Linked DNA regions of Mus musculus: regions 2 and 3 are each linked to region 1. Evidence: chromatin contacts called from public HiChIP or PLAC-seq data. All regions are on one chromosome and are shown on one strand. The core of a region is the stretch at or near the end of the contact, and the rest is flanking DNA. Distances in the headings are between cores, read along the strand shown. Region 1 holds the start of Lef1 (lymphoid enhancer binding factor 1). Region 2 holds the start of Mcub (mitochondrial calcium uniporter dominant negative beta subunit). Region 3 holds the start of Gar1 (GAR1 ribonucleoprotein).

Region 1 (4,223 bases), core at 2-2,501:
AGTAAGATGGAGATACAATTCTTCCTGTTTACTGCTCCCAGGTTCTACAGATGGCTGCCTCACTGGTCTAATGATTTTGCCTGAATATTTGACTTGAGGGGAGGGGTTGAGAGCTAAAAGACAATGTGTTTCCAAACTTAAGCCCCACTTACACAGTGACTTTCACAAAGCGTCGCCCTTAAAAGTCCTGTCCAAAATGCACCAAGGAGACAGTGGGAACCGGAGAATTTTTGAGGTTTGATTCGTATTTACATCCATCCTTTAAAGGTCCCTTTCAGCGGAGTCTCCAGGATGTCAGCAACTGCCCAGTGCTGCCTGCCTCTCCTAGGTTGTTCTTCTCCCTCCTTTTGGGATGTATTTTCCTTTTTCTACGAGGTCTCTACACGCTGAGTCGAGAATCTCCAAAAACCCACGTTCATTCGGTGATAAAGGCACAATGAATGTGATAGCGTAGAAGCGATATTTAAGGCTCAGTCTTCATCCACACCCTTCTTACTGATCCTTCCCCCCTGGTAAGCCTGGAGATTTTATTTTCGCTAGGGTGGTGTGCCCTTGTCTCCGAAGTGTGTGTGATTCACGGTTAGTAGAGTCACAACTCTTCTGTTTGCCTTTGCTGAATCTCTTCTCTCTGGTTAGGTGAGCAATGTGTTACATTTTCTCCTTTTCCTTCCCCTAGTCCCTAATTCTCGCCTTATTCCCTCTGTCAGAGCATCTATCAATGTGGTGTCGACCACAGCGCCAGCGGCTTTCTCTTTCATCTTCCTCCCCTTGCCTGAGTGAGGGGGCTAGAGTGGGCGGCGGGAAGGAGGTTGAAGAAAGACTGGCAAAGGACTAGAAGTGAGGCGCCGGGGGCGGGGTGGGGTGGGGTCGGCAAGAGAAGAAGAGATGCTCAGATGATGAAGTTAAGCCATTCCCGTAGTTTCTCGTCAATTTTCACGTGGGCCACACTGTTCTTTGGGGTTGGGTTACACACAGCACCCAGTCTATCTTCAGGTTGTATGGTGTCGTCCCCCCCCCCCCAGGCATGAACAGGCGGGCGCAAACACATACGCACCCCCACGGCGCCCCCCCCCCCCAAGTATGACTCGTCCTTTGGGTGCTAGGAAATGAACTAGGGCTGGGGGGGGGGGGAGAGAACCTGGATCTCCTCCTCCTCCTAACAGACTCCCTCCTCCCCACCCCTCCAGCAGGCAGCCAAGGAGAGCAGGAGGCGGGGGAGGGGCGGGGGAGGAGAAGCGACGCAAGTGAATAGCTTTGCAGCGCCGGCTAGGCGCGGCGAGGAGAAGCGGTGGGAAGGCGCAACCGCTCACCTGCGGGGCAGCGCGCACCGGAGGGACCGGGCTGCGCTTTCGTGGGCCCTGGCATTCGGACATTCCCGGAGCCTTGCAAGCGGCTACGCTCCGGGTGTTCCCCGGCCGGTCTGCCCGGAGGAGCCGAGGGGCCACCGGCAGCTCTTTGCTTTGACCGAGGGGAGGCGGGGAGAGAGGCGAGCCAGGCAGAAACTCGAGCCGGGAACAAAGAGGGATCGGGCTCGAGTGTGTGTGTGTGTGTGTGTGTGTGTGTGTGTGTGTAAGTGTGTGTATCGGCCCGAGCTGCGGGCTGGAACATTTGGGCCCGAAGCTCCTGCTGTGACTCCCCAAGACTCCGCCGTGCCAGCCACCGCCGATTCCCAGCGCTCATCATCACAAACTTTATTCTTGGCAAACTTCTCTTTTTCTCCCCTCCTCCTCCGCCCCTCCCCCTCCAGCAGATTAAATGCTCCTCCAGAAGGAAAACCGAAGCGAAAGGGAAGGAAAGAAGCTCTAACGCGGACGTCTGCAGCCCGGTGGCTCTTTATTGTTTACTCTGAAGGAAGTGGACTTTTCGGTATTTTCTGATTCTTCTCGTACCTCCGCTGGGGCAAAGGGAGCCTCTTGGCCCAGCTCTCCTCTTCTCAAAAACAAAACAAAACAAAACCCCAAATCACCGAAATCAGCATCCGAGGAATCCGTGGAGAGGTTTTGCACGGTGACGCACCACGGGACCCTCGTTTGCACTTTGGCAAGTCGTGTCCCCTCCGGAACCGGTGTCCTCGAAGCACAGACCCCAGCAACGAGTGCGGCGTGGGGTGGCCACCCAGCCCTGGCAGCCTAGCCTAGTGCACGCGGAGCGGCGTAGACGCTCTCAGAGGCGCCGGCGGCTGCCGCCCTCGCAGTCTGGTGCCCTTCGCCCCAGGGCCGGGCGCCGGCGTCCTTCTAAGTGGGAAAGCGCGGCAATCGCAGAGGCTCCTGCAGCTGCTCCAGCCGTGGGCCCCTCGCTTGCCCACCCGGCTTCCATTCACAGTCCTCCCGCACTCAGTCTTCCAACTCCCCCACCTCACATCGACCCTCCCTTCTTGCTGTCTCGGAGTGCTCCCGCAGCGGAGCGGAGATTACACAGCCGCCGGGATGCCCCAACTTTCCGGAGGAGGCGGCGGGGGGGACCCGGAACTCTGCGCCACCGATGAGATGATCCCCTTCAAGGACGAAGGCGATCCCCAGAAGGAGAAGATCTTCGCCGAGATCAGTCATCCCGAAGAGGAGGGCGACTTAGCCGACATCAAGTCATCTTTGGTTAACGAGTCCGAAATCATCCCAGCCAGCAACGGGCATGAGGTGAGTGGGCAGCTGTCCGGAGAGGCGTGGCGGGTCCCGGGGAAGCGGAGGGGAAGCAAGCAGGGTGCGCGACCACGGTGGCCATTGAGCCCTGGTCCCTCGCGGGCTGGGTGGGGAATAACGGCCCCTAGTCCATGGTGCGCACGTGTGTGAGCAGCGGGCAGGGAAATTTATCCCAAGTGTTTCTATGGCTAAACGGTGGCAAATGGGCAGGAAACGCTGGCCTATACCGGACCGGTTTCGTCCTCCGACGTTTCGGTGGCTCTGAGGGACGCGGTGCATTAAAACAGGGATGTCTAAACACAACTGTGAAGTCTATCATGGGGTGGAAAACAAAGTGCATCCGCTAGCTCTCTCGGTACAGTGCACAGAAGTGCGTTAAACCACCGAGGGCTCCAAGGAGCGAAGCCCCAGGCGGGAGGAAGGAGAGGCGGGCGTGGGCCTCGCAGAAGGGGCCGTCCCAACCGCCGTGGAGCCGGGGCGCGCGCCCTAACTGCGGGGGCGTTGCGGGGCCGGGTCCCCACAGCAGGAGAGGCTGCTGCCGGGAGCCGTGGGCGAGCCGATCCGAGCCAGCCAACGGCACCGATACCGCAGTCCTTCCGCCCGCAACCCCGGCGTTTAAAGTGGAAAGAAAAGCGTTTATTTGGGGTTAGGCTGGGTTGGGATCAGGCCCTGGATCTCTGCAGAAGAAAGGCGAGCCCTCGGCGGAAGCCGGGCGGCGGCTAGGGAGGAGGGACGCGCTTTATCAGATCTCCGGGCCAGCTGAAGGCGACGGCGCTGGTAACCCGAGTAGAGTAAATAGAGACACGTGGGTGCCGGCGCGAGGGAGCGGGGAGCCCGGCCGCGCGCGAGCATCGGATGGGCGTAGATCCCCACAGCCCACACCTTAGCGGCCACTCTGTCTCAGCAGCTGAGGAAACCTCACGGGGGCATCCAGTAGAAAAGTTCTGATACCCAAATGATGTGCCCAACGTTTTTTCCTTCCAGAGAAACTTGGAGAGTATAGCCTTTTCCTTAAATGGCAACTTTCTGCCCCCACCCCCAACCCAAAGAAAGGGTGGTTTCGGGGGCGGGGACATTTTGGGTTTAAAGAGTGCTTTTAAGAACACCTCAGAGTTACCTTCTCTGTCCCGATGGCAGGGGTGAGTACGCATCTGGGAAGGCTGGGGGGCTGATTCCAAAATATAAGGACCCTCTCTAGTCCCAAAGTCCTACCCCCCCCCAAAAAAAAATAGAGGAAGGGGGCGAGAATGCATTAAAAGTCAGGTAAAAAGGGTCTCCGGACGAGGGATTGAAATACCATCTAAACTCTGGTGGTTTTTTATTTTTGTTTGTTTCATTCTTGACCAGACTGTAGAGTAGCCTCTTTCTTTCTACTGGAGTAGTTTACACATTTCAATCCACCTCACATTTCTACGGTTTTGTAGTCTGAGGAGAAAAGCCATGCTTAGGAGACTGTCAACTACCGGGGTTGGGTGTTTGAACTGTTCATCTTTCCGCGGTGGAAGTGGGGCGAGCAGAGAGCCCCGGAAGATGTAAGGCTTAGCCCACTGATTTGCACGTGGTTGAGTCGGGTCGGGAGTGCTTACC
Region 2 (3,885 bases), core at 817-3,316, 1.1 Mb before region 1:
TTCCAGGCCAGGCCAAAGATAATGCAATATACCCATTTGTTTTTTGCTTCAGACAAGAGATGTTCTTTAATAAACGATTCTGCTATATTAAACGTATCATGTCAACAAACTGTGGGTTTTTTTCCCATACATGAAACACAGCCAATTACTCACCTACCACAAAAAGGATGAGAACCATATAGTTTTCAAAGTTATTAAATGCAGACCTATAATTTCAGAAAAGACTAATTATTGTTGCTTATTAAATATGTGTCTTATAACAAGTCCTTGCAAGCTAGGATTTTATGAGAAAACCACTTTTTTCTTCCTTTGCTTCCTTTCTTTTCTACCCTACCCCTAGCTTTTTCACAGGCTTTGGATGGTGGGATTTTTTTGGGGGGTGGGGAAGATATAACAAGGATGTTGGCCTTTAGCCACAGGGCATCTCATATGGAAAGCAATAAGATCTTAGAGAAGGAAATGTCCCTACAGTGGGGAGATCTGATTCACAGAAAATGGTCCAGCAGCTGTAGCTGAAACTCTTAGGGGGTAGAGAATCCAAAGCTGCACAGAGATGCAGCCCCGCAGGCTTGGCTTTATTCTGGGATCCGGTATTTCATCCAGGTATTTACTCCAGGTATTTAAATGGGAGAGACCTAGTGGTAGGTGGGTGTGGCCTAATAGAGCCTCGTTGTTTGGCTCCATTCTCAACACTTCGAAATTGTCAAATGAGCTTTCTAGTCAGCACTGTTTAATTATCACTGTGTTTCTGTGGTGTGAGGCAAAGAAAGGAGTGAGTAGTTAAGAGTGTTCGGAATGCCTTTGTCTCTGAGAGGTAAACCTTAAAGTACTATTTTTAGAGAACTTTTCTGAAACCACTTCACTGAGTTTGCCCACAATAAGTTTTAAGGAGTTTGCCTTAGGTAGAAGTGTCAAAATGGACGTTTCTGCTTGCTTTCAAACATTTAACAAAAGTGTTCCTTTAAGCATTGAAATATTTCTTTTATCGGTGTAAATTCTGGGGCATTAAGACTATACTTGGGGGGCAGAATCCAAGGATTGGGGCACTGGGGCAGTCGAGCCGGAAAGATACAGGAACTGAAAGCGATGGAGCTGACACAGCTCCGTTCTCACTGCAGTGAGAGATAGTAAATATGTTCATATATCGCTCTCCCTTTAGCAGTCTGAAAGCTAACCCAGTAATTGAGGTGTGGGCAGACTCAGCTCCAGTCCCAGCCCCAAGCAGCCTCGGGTCCCTTTCCCCTGGCCCCCTTTGTATCATGAAGCTAGTAAACTCAGCACGTTCCCGCTCTTCTTCCTTTTCTGTGCCCATCCACACCTCTTCCCTCCTCCTCGAGGTTCCACACAGGCCATGACACAAACTGTGCCCGCCTAACTGTTACAGCACACACTTCTGATTCACCACTGACTCGGGTTTACATGTAACGAAAGGGAGGGGCTCCGGGTTTGGAGGAGGGGCAAGACAGGGTCCTGGGCCAGTCCACCCTGGAAGACAGCATCCCAGGTTACAGCCCACCCCGATGACAGCCACCCTCCGATGACACAGCCCACCAAGCTCTCGCGGCCTCCCCTCCACCCCGGCGACTACAGACCGCAGGACACAGCGGTGGGGTCAGCGGGCTGCGCTCCCGGGAGATGCGCCCCGCGCTGGCCGCTCCTGGCCTGTCTCCCCCACAGCCCCGGGACAAGTCGCCCGCGGCCACCACCTGTCGGGGTGCGGAGCAGCACGCAGGGAACTGCTTTCACTCCTGCCGAACTTGCCCAACGCAAACTTTCCACCCGAGGCTCCCGAGCCTGCGCCGCGCCTTACCTGGGGTGTGGATGGCAGCTCCCTGGGATCCCCGCGGCCGCGGGCTCGGATCGTCCGCAGCAGCTGCCACCGACCCAGACATAGCCCGCTCGGGAGCATCCTCCTGCCGGACAGAGCTCCTGGCATTAACGACGCATCCTCATCCGGCTGCTATAGCCCAGCCCGCTGTGGGCTCTGCCCGCCCCGCCGACTGGGGCGGCGACAGGAGGGTGTGTCCCCGCTTTGACTTCGCTTGGTGCACACCCGGGCTCCAGGCTGGGTATTTTTCCTCCGACAAAAAAAGAAACATTTTTTTTTCTCTCTCTTTAAAAAAGCGCAAACGAGTGGCGAACTTCTTCCTGGCTCCCTCACATACGTCTTGAGAAAGGAAAGAGGAGCTGGACTCACACCATGCAGCTGTTGATGTCAAAACCCAACAGAAGCCAGGACCGGAAGTAGTGAGGCTTGCTTGGGACCTCAGATTTGGGAACGCAGGCCGATGATTGGGAGTTCAAGGCCACCATCCACTAAAAAGTTGGAGTACACTCTGAGCTACCCCAAACCCTGCCACAACATGAACCAAAACTCCAGGGCTCTGAGGAAAGGACTGGGAGCTGGGAGCTGAAAGGTCCCTGGAAATTGCGCTCCTTTGCCCGGCTGGAAAGAGGAAGAAAAATGAGTTTGCCAAAGCTCCACCTCCAGGTGGGCTCCAAGGCTTGGGATGAGCCTCTCCTGGGCCTCAGATCACTGGCAAAGTCAGCCCAGGACTCTAGATGCTCCAGAGATTTGTAGTTCATTACAGGCTGGCCCAAGTCCAGACACTGGGAAATTTTCTTCCACAGCAAAGCTTGCTTCTCTTTGGGGGGCACATGAAAGGACCCTGCTCCCCGAGGGGCAGGAGTTAAGCATTGCGAAATCACTGTTAAAACCGCTATTAGCGTTAACGATCAGTTCTGTAGGCTCGCATTGTAAGCACTCTCAATGCTCAATGCTCGACGCTCGCTTTCCTGTAAATGGCAAACATGTGGGGGTGGGGAGGCAATTTGGCTTCCTAATTGGCAGCTGTTAGGCTTCCCCTGATTCCTGGCTGCCTCGAGCCAAAGGACTGTCAGTCAAACACTCTGCCATTCTGAGCGCAGCACAGATGCCTTGAGGAAACTACAGGATGGTGATCAAAGCTCCCAAGGTTACAGCCCCAGCCTGGAGTGTTTCAGTTTACACAGGGCGGTTTTGCTATCACATGCCCTGTCACTATTTCTAACCAGCCCAGAAGAGAAGCATTTTACCTGGCAGCTCAAAAGTTACAGTTGTTGTCTTTGGTGTGAACACAAACCATCTGTGTGAGAGTTTTGCTGTGATTGGTACACTATCCCCCGCCCCACCCCCACCCCCGCCCGCCCCTCTAGCCATGTAATCCCAGTGTTTGGCTGGTTGGTAAGCTAGCTGCGGAGGCACCATTGCGTTTCCCTGCTCTGGTGTTACAACCTTAGATCCAATAGAAGGCTTCTCCAGGTCAGTGGTAATGATGCACTTTAATTCCAGTAATCAGGAGGCAGAAACAAGAGGACCTTAGTTTGTAAGTTCAAGGCCAGCCGGGACTCTATAATAGGTTCCAAGCCAGTCGAGGCTACATAGTGAGAATCTGTCCCAAAATTTAAAAAAAGAAAAAGAAAGTCACCTACACAATTTTCTTAGTTAGGGTTTCTATTGTTGCAATAAAACAACATGACCAAAAGCAAGTTGAGAAGGAAAGGGTTTTTTTTTTTTGGGGGGTGGGGTGGGCGCGGGGGTGTTATACTTCCTAATTGTAGTCCATTATTGTAGGAAGTCAGGACAGAAATTCAGACAGATGTAAACCTGTAGGCAGGAGCTGATGCAGAGACCATGAAGGGGTGCTGCCTGCTGGCTTGCTCTCCATGGCTTGCTCAGCCTGCTTTCTTATAGGACCCAGGCCTACCTGTCCAGGGATGGCACTACTTACAATGGGTTGGGCCCTCCCACATCAATCATTAATTAAAAAAATGCCAAGCCGGGTGTGGTGGCGCACTCCTTTAATCCCAGCACTTGGGAGGCAGAGGCAGGTGGATTTCTGAGTT
Region 3 (3,834 bases), core at 521-3,020, 1.3 Mb before region 1:
AAGTTAGCATGCCACTACCAGGGGACCTAAAAGAGACTCCCCTTCTGTCTGTACACTGTAAAATGAGGCCAGTCACATCTAACTGCAGCCACACCTGATGCTAAAGCAACAGGAACAACAAACTAGGTGCTTACAATGGTGCTCACTCGCTGTCCACCAGTTACCCTGTCATGGCTGTTACAGCTGCATTCAATGCTACGTTCCATTGACTCTTCTTCCTCCCCAGCCTCAAATGTGAACCACTCTGGCTTTATTGATCCCTCCCTCCTTTCTCAGAACTCATCACCACTACCACTTCTTCACCAGTGATTATCCCTTCCTGGGAAGTGTGCAAACACAAGGCACCTCTGTTTCTGTAACCCAGGATTAATACCATTCGCCTACAAAACTAACTCCCCAACCTTAGCAACAACTAGAACCTTTTCTTCTCACTATCAGCCAAGTTCTACTTATATTTCTTTTGAAATCCCTTCTCCATCCGTGTGTCCAATGCACAGACTTCAGGCAGCATGGAACCCAGGGAACTATGAATGTGGCCCTACACAAGATAGTACACACACTTATTTACAACATGATTTTGCAGGGTGCAAGGGAATGAGTGTTCAAACTAGGCTGCATGGTTATGGAGTGTGAATTCTGTAGGTATTTTCTGGTAACTGAAAATATGAGCTACGAAAACTAAAAACTTGGCTTTGTGTTTCAACTATATCACTAAGGAATCATACTTAATCCTAAAAAGTGTTCTGCCCTTTAGAAGGAGCCAGGTACTCAATGTTGTCTAAGTCTCATCTTTTCAGTCCCAACTCAAGTTCACCTCCACACTGCATTTCGGTTCTCATGATCAGTCCCTTATACGTGTCAGGGCACTCAAGCGACTTGCCTTTCGGAGTCTTATCAACAAACGCACTAATAACTTAAACCGGATTCTATTCCCAATGCAAAGGAGGTTAAGCTCAGAAGACGACTTACAGACGACACGTTCTGGAGGCCCTTGATCTTGAAATTTATTAAAGCCTCCACGACCGCCCCCTCGTCCAAATCCTCCTCGGCCGCCGCCCCTGAAACTGCCGCCGCCGCCGCCGCCTCCGCCCCTGAAACTGCCGCCGCCGCCTCCGCCGCCCCCTCGGAAGTGGTTGTTGCTGCCGCCGCCACGGTTGAAGCCTCCGCCTCCACCACCGCGATTAAAGCCTCCGCGACCTCCGCCTCGGAAAGACATGCTCTCTCCGGCCTGGCGAAATAGACGGGCCGCTCCTCCCGGTCACCGCGGGTCGATCATTTATCTAAGTCCCCTCCGCCTCGCTCAGGCCACCAAGAAGGGGACAGCAGTAAACGCCGCCCTGCCACTCGCCCACACAGCCAAGTGGCGAGCGCAGAGAGAGCGGTGTCTTCGCCCCAGCCCCACGACCCGTGGCTCGCCACCGCATCCCATGCCTCTCCACCGCATCCCGCCCCGCGGGTGCCCTCACCCTCGCTCGCCCTCCGCCGCACTCACCGCGCCACGTGCGTCTCCAGCCTAGCCCGGCGCGCGCGCGCGGAGGGACACTTCCGGCGCGCTCAAACCTCCTCGGCCACCGTAGCCGTCCAATGTTACCAGACTAGAAATTGGAAGGGCTGGTTTGCAGGAAGGGCCCGTCACTACCGGACGCAGCGGTCCCAACGCCTTACCGAGTAGAGCACACAGCACCGGAAGAGAAACAATAGCGTCCAGCGTGACCCCCCCCCGCCCCCACCTCATCCACGCAAGGGCCACCGCGCTAGAGGTGGCGGAAGTGACGCAAAATCGCAGCGCCCTCCGTACGCGACGTTTCCGGAAGTGTGGCGGCGCGTTGCCCTTGGAAACGGAGTTGTTTGAGTCCTTCCGTGCTAACAGCTGGTGAGGCGTGTCGTCGCTGAAGCGTGCTGGCTGCAGTTGGTGCTACTCGCCGGGCTCTGTCACTTCTTGGGTTGCGAGAAGGTCCCGACCTGACTCTGCTCCACGGAGTGTTGGCCACTCAAGCGGTGCTCAGCCCAGGACGTCGGAACCTGTCACCGCCAACGGAGTTGCCTCTGTGTGTGTGTGTGTCCTGTTATTATTAAATACGAAAGGGTGTGTGTCGAAGTTGCCTGTGTGTCCGTGTTCTGTTATTATTAAATAGGAAAGGGTGTGTGTTTGTGTGTGAGATGACAGAAAGGCAACCATTTTTAAATATGGTCTCAATGTCTTCATCAAGTACGTTTTGAACTCCGAGAGACTATGCACCCATCTATAGATGACACCTCACCTCCCGTCTCCTTAACACTCTCATCTCCGACATCGGTTTCCTTACATCACTAAAACTTCACTCATCACAAAAGAAGTGACCTCTAGTTCTTAAATTTGGTTGACTTCTTTTGTATCTGTATTGTCTGAAACATCTCTTGGCATTTGACAATATCACCTTTTATTTGAAAGAAAGTAGAGACTGATCCGCATATCAGAGGATTATTGTGAATAGATTTTTGAAAGATCTTTGTAAAAGATATAGAAACATTAATAATTCCAGTATGCCAGTTACTCTAAACTGTAAACTTCTTGAAAAAGTACACACCAGTTCCAAATATTTTTAAAAATTGGGCAAATGTACTTTAAATTTAGATGTTATAACCATATATATCCAATTATATATTATATTTATAATATAATATATGTAATATAGAACATACAATTATAAAATACTGAATTATAATATATGTAATAATTACATATGTAATTTTACATGCATACACACCATATATATATATGTATACACACACACACACACACACACACATATAATCAGCACTATCCCTACCTCTATTCTAGGCTTGTGGCAATCTCTAATCAAACCTGATGGGTTTCTGTTGATTCCTGTGAAGTACCTTTGTACTGTCATAGCTGAGTTCAGCCTTTTGACACTGCTACCCTTTTTCATTGCCACTCCAAATCACTCAATATAGTCTAAGAATTCAGATGCTCAAACATCACAACAGGCAACATCTCCCATTCTGGGCCCCAGACTAAATAAATGCTTGTTGACTTAACTTCTTCCGTCTGTGCTGCATTTGATGATATAGTGAATCTAATACCATTGCTGTTTTGTATAGTCTCATACTCAGCTCCCCCATAGCCCTGCACTTTCCCTTAGCAGTGTGTCTAAAGCCGTTTACATGATTAGTAATCAGTATGTGCACTTACCATCCCTCTGCCCCATCAGGCTAGAATTGCTGCCTTGTTTTCTTTGTCTTTGTTAGACTCTTCCTCTCTCCTGAAATAGCTCCATTTTCCATCCACTAGAATAGCCCCATATTCTGACCATGGAGGAATGCTCTAAATAATTTTACTATTTACACAGCCCCTGCATAAAATTTACATACACACATATACATGCATGAATGTACACACTAGAACAATAAACTTTATATCACACAATAGTTGCGAAAGTTTTTTTAACTATGGCAAAATATACATAATATAAATCGTCATTATTCTTAAATTATTCCCTGCTATTAAGTTCATTCACACGGCTGTGCAATACAGTGCCCTTTTGAATAGAGAGTGATGTTTTCACTGTGAACCTATGGGGCTATGGAGATAGCTCAGTGGATAAGAATGCTTGCTATACAAGAAAGAAGGTCAAGGTTAAAATCTCCAGCATGCAAACAGAAGTTGAGCATTGCCCTGGATGCCTGTAACCCAAGTTTATCAAACTTTGAAAGTGAAACTTTCTTAGTTTTTCATATTCCATCATGAAAATTTCACTCTTTGTATTCTATCTCTGTCTTAAGTACTGGGATGAGTTTCTTTCTTTCATTTTCTTTTTAATACTTATCTTTAGT

The links. HiChIP or PLAC-seq counts read pairs in DNA pulled down with a chosen protein or histone mark.
Region 2: an H3K4me3 HiChIP or PLAC-seq map of embryonic forebrain shows a contact between it and region 1, with 2.6 times the contacts expected there. The contact joins the promoter of Mcub here to the promoter of Lef1 in region 1. A contact is called at or near these places in 2 of 39 promoter capture datasets (hippocampal neurons and liver) and 1 of 115 datasets of contacts at active chromatin or transcription factors (embryonic forebrain).
Region 3: an H3K27ac HiChIP or PLAC-seq map of epiblast stem cells shows a contact between it and region 1, with 7 times the contacts expected there. The contact joins the promoter of Gar1 here to the promoter of Lef1 in region 1. A contact is called at or near these places in 4 of 39 promoter capture datasets (hippocampal neurons, liver and pre-B cells), 1 of 484 Hi-C or Micro-C datasets (embryonic stem cells) and 2 of 115 datasets of contacts at active chromatin or transcription factors (embryonic stem cells and epiblast stem cells).

What each region holds. Positions count from the first base shown.
Region 1 is chr3:131,109,046-131,113,268 of GRCm38.p6, forward strand. Lef1 (lymphoid enhancer binding factor 1) reads left to right here and starts at 1,252. Exons shown (of 12, transcript NM_010703.4): 1 at 1,252-2,633. The coding sequence starts at 2,427.
Region 2 is chr3:129,968,140-129,972,024 of GRCm38.p6, forward strand. Mcub (mitochondrial calcium uniporter dominant negative beta subunit) reads right to left here and starts at 2,067. Exons shown (of 8, transcript NM_025779.3): 1 at 1,811-2,067. The coding sequence starts at 1,936.
Region 3 is chr3:129,829,626-129,833,459 of GRCm38.p6, forward strand. It overlaps Gar1 (GAR1 ribonucleoprotein), which reads right to left and starts at 1,771. Exons shown (of 7, transcript NM_026578.3): 1 at 1,493-1,771; 2 at 970-1,228. The coding sequence starts at 1,216.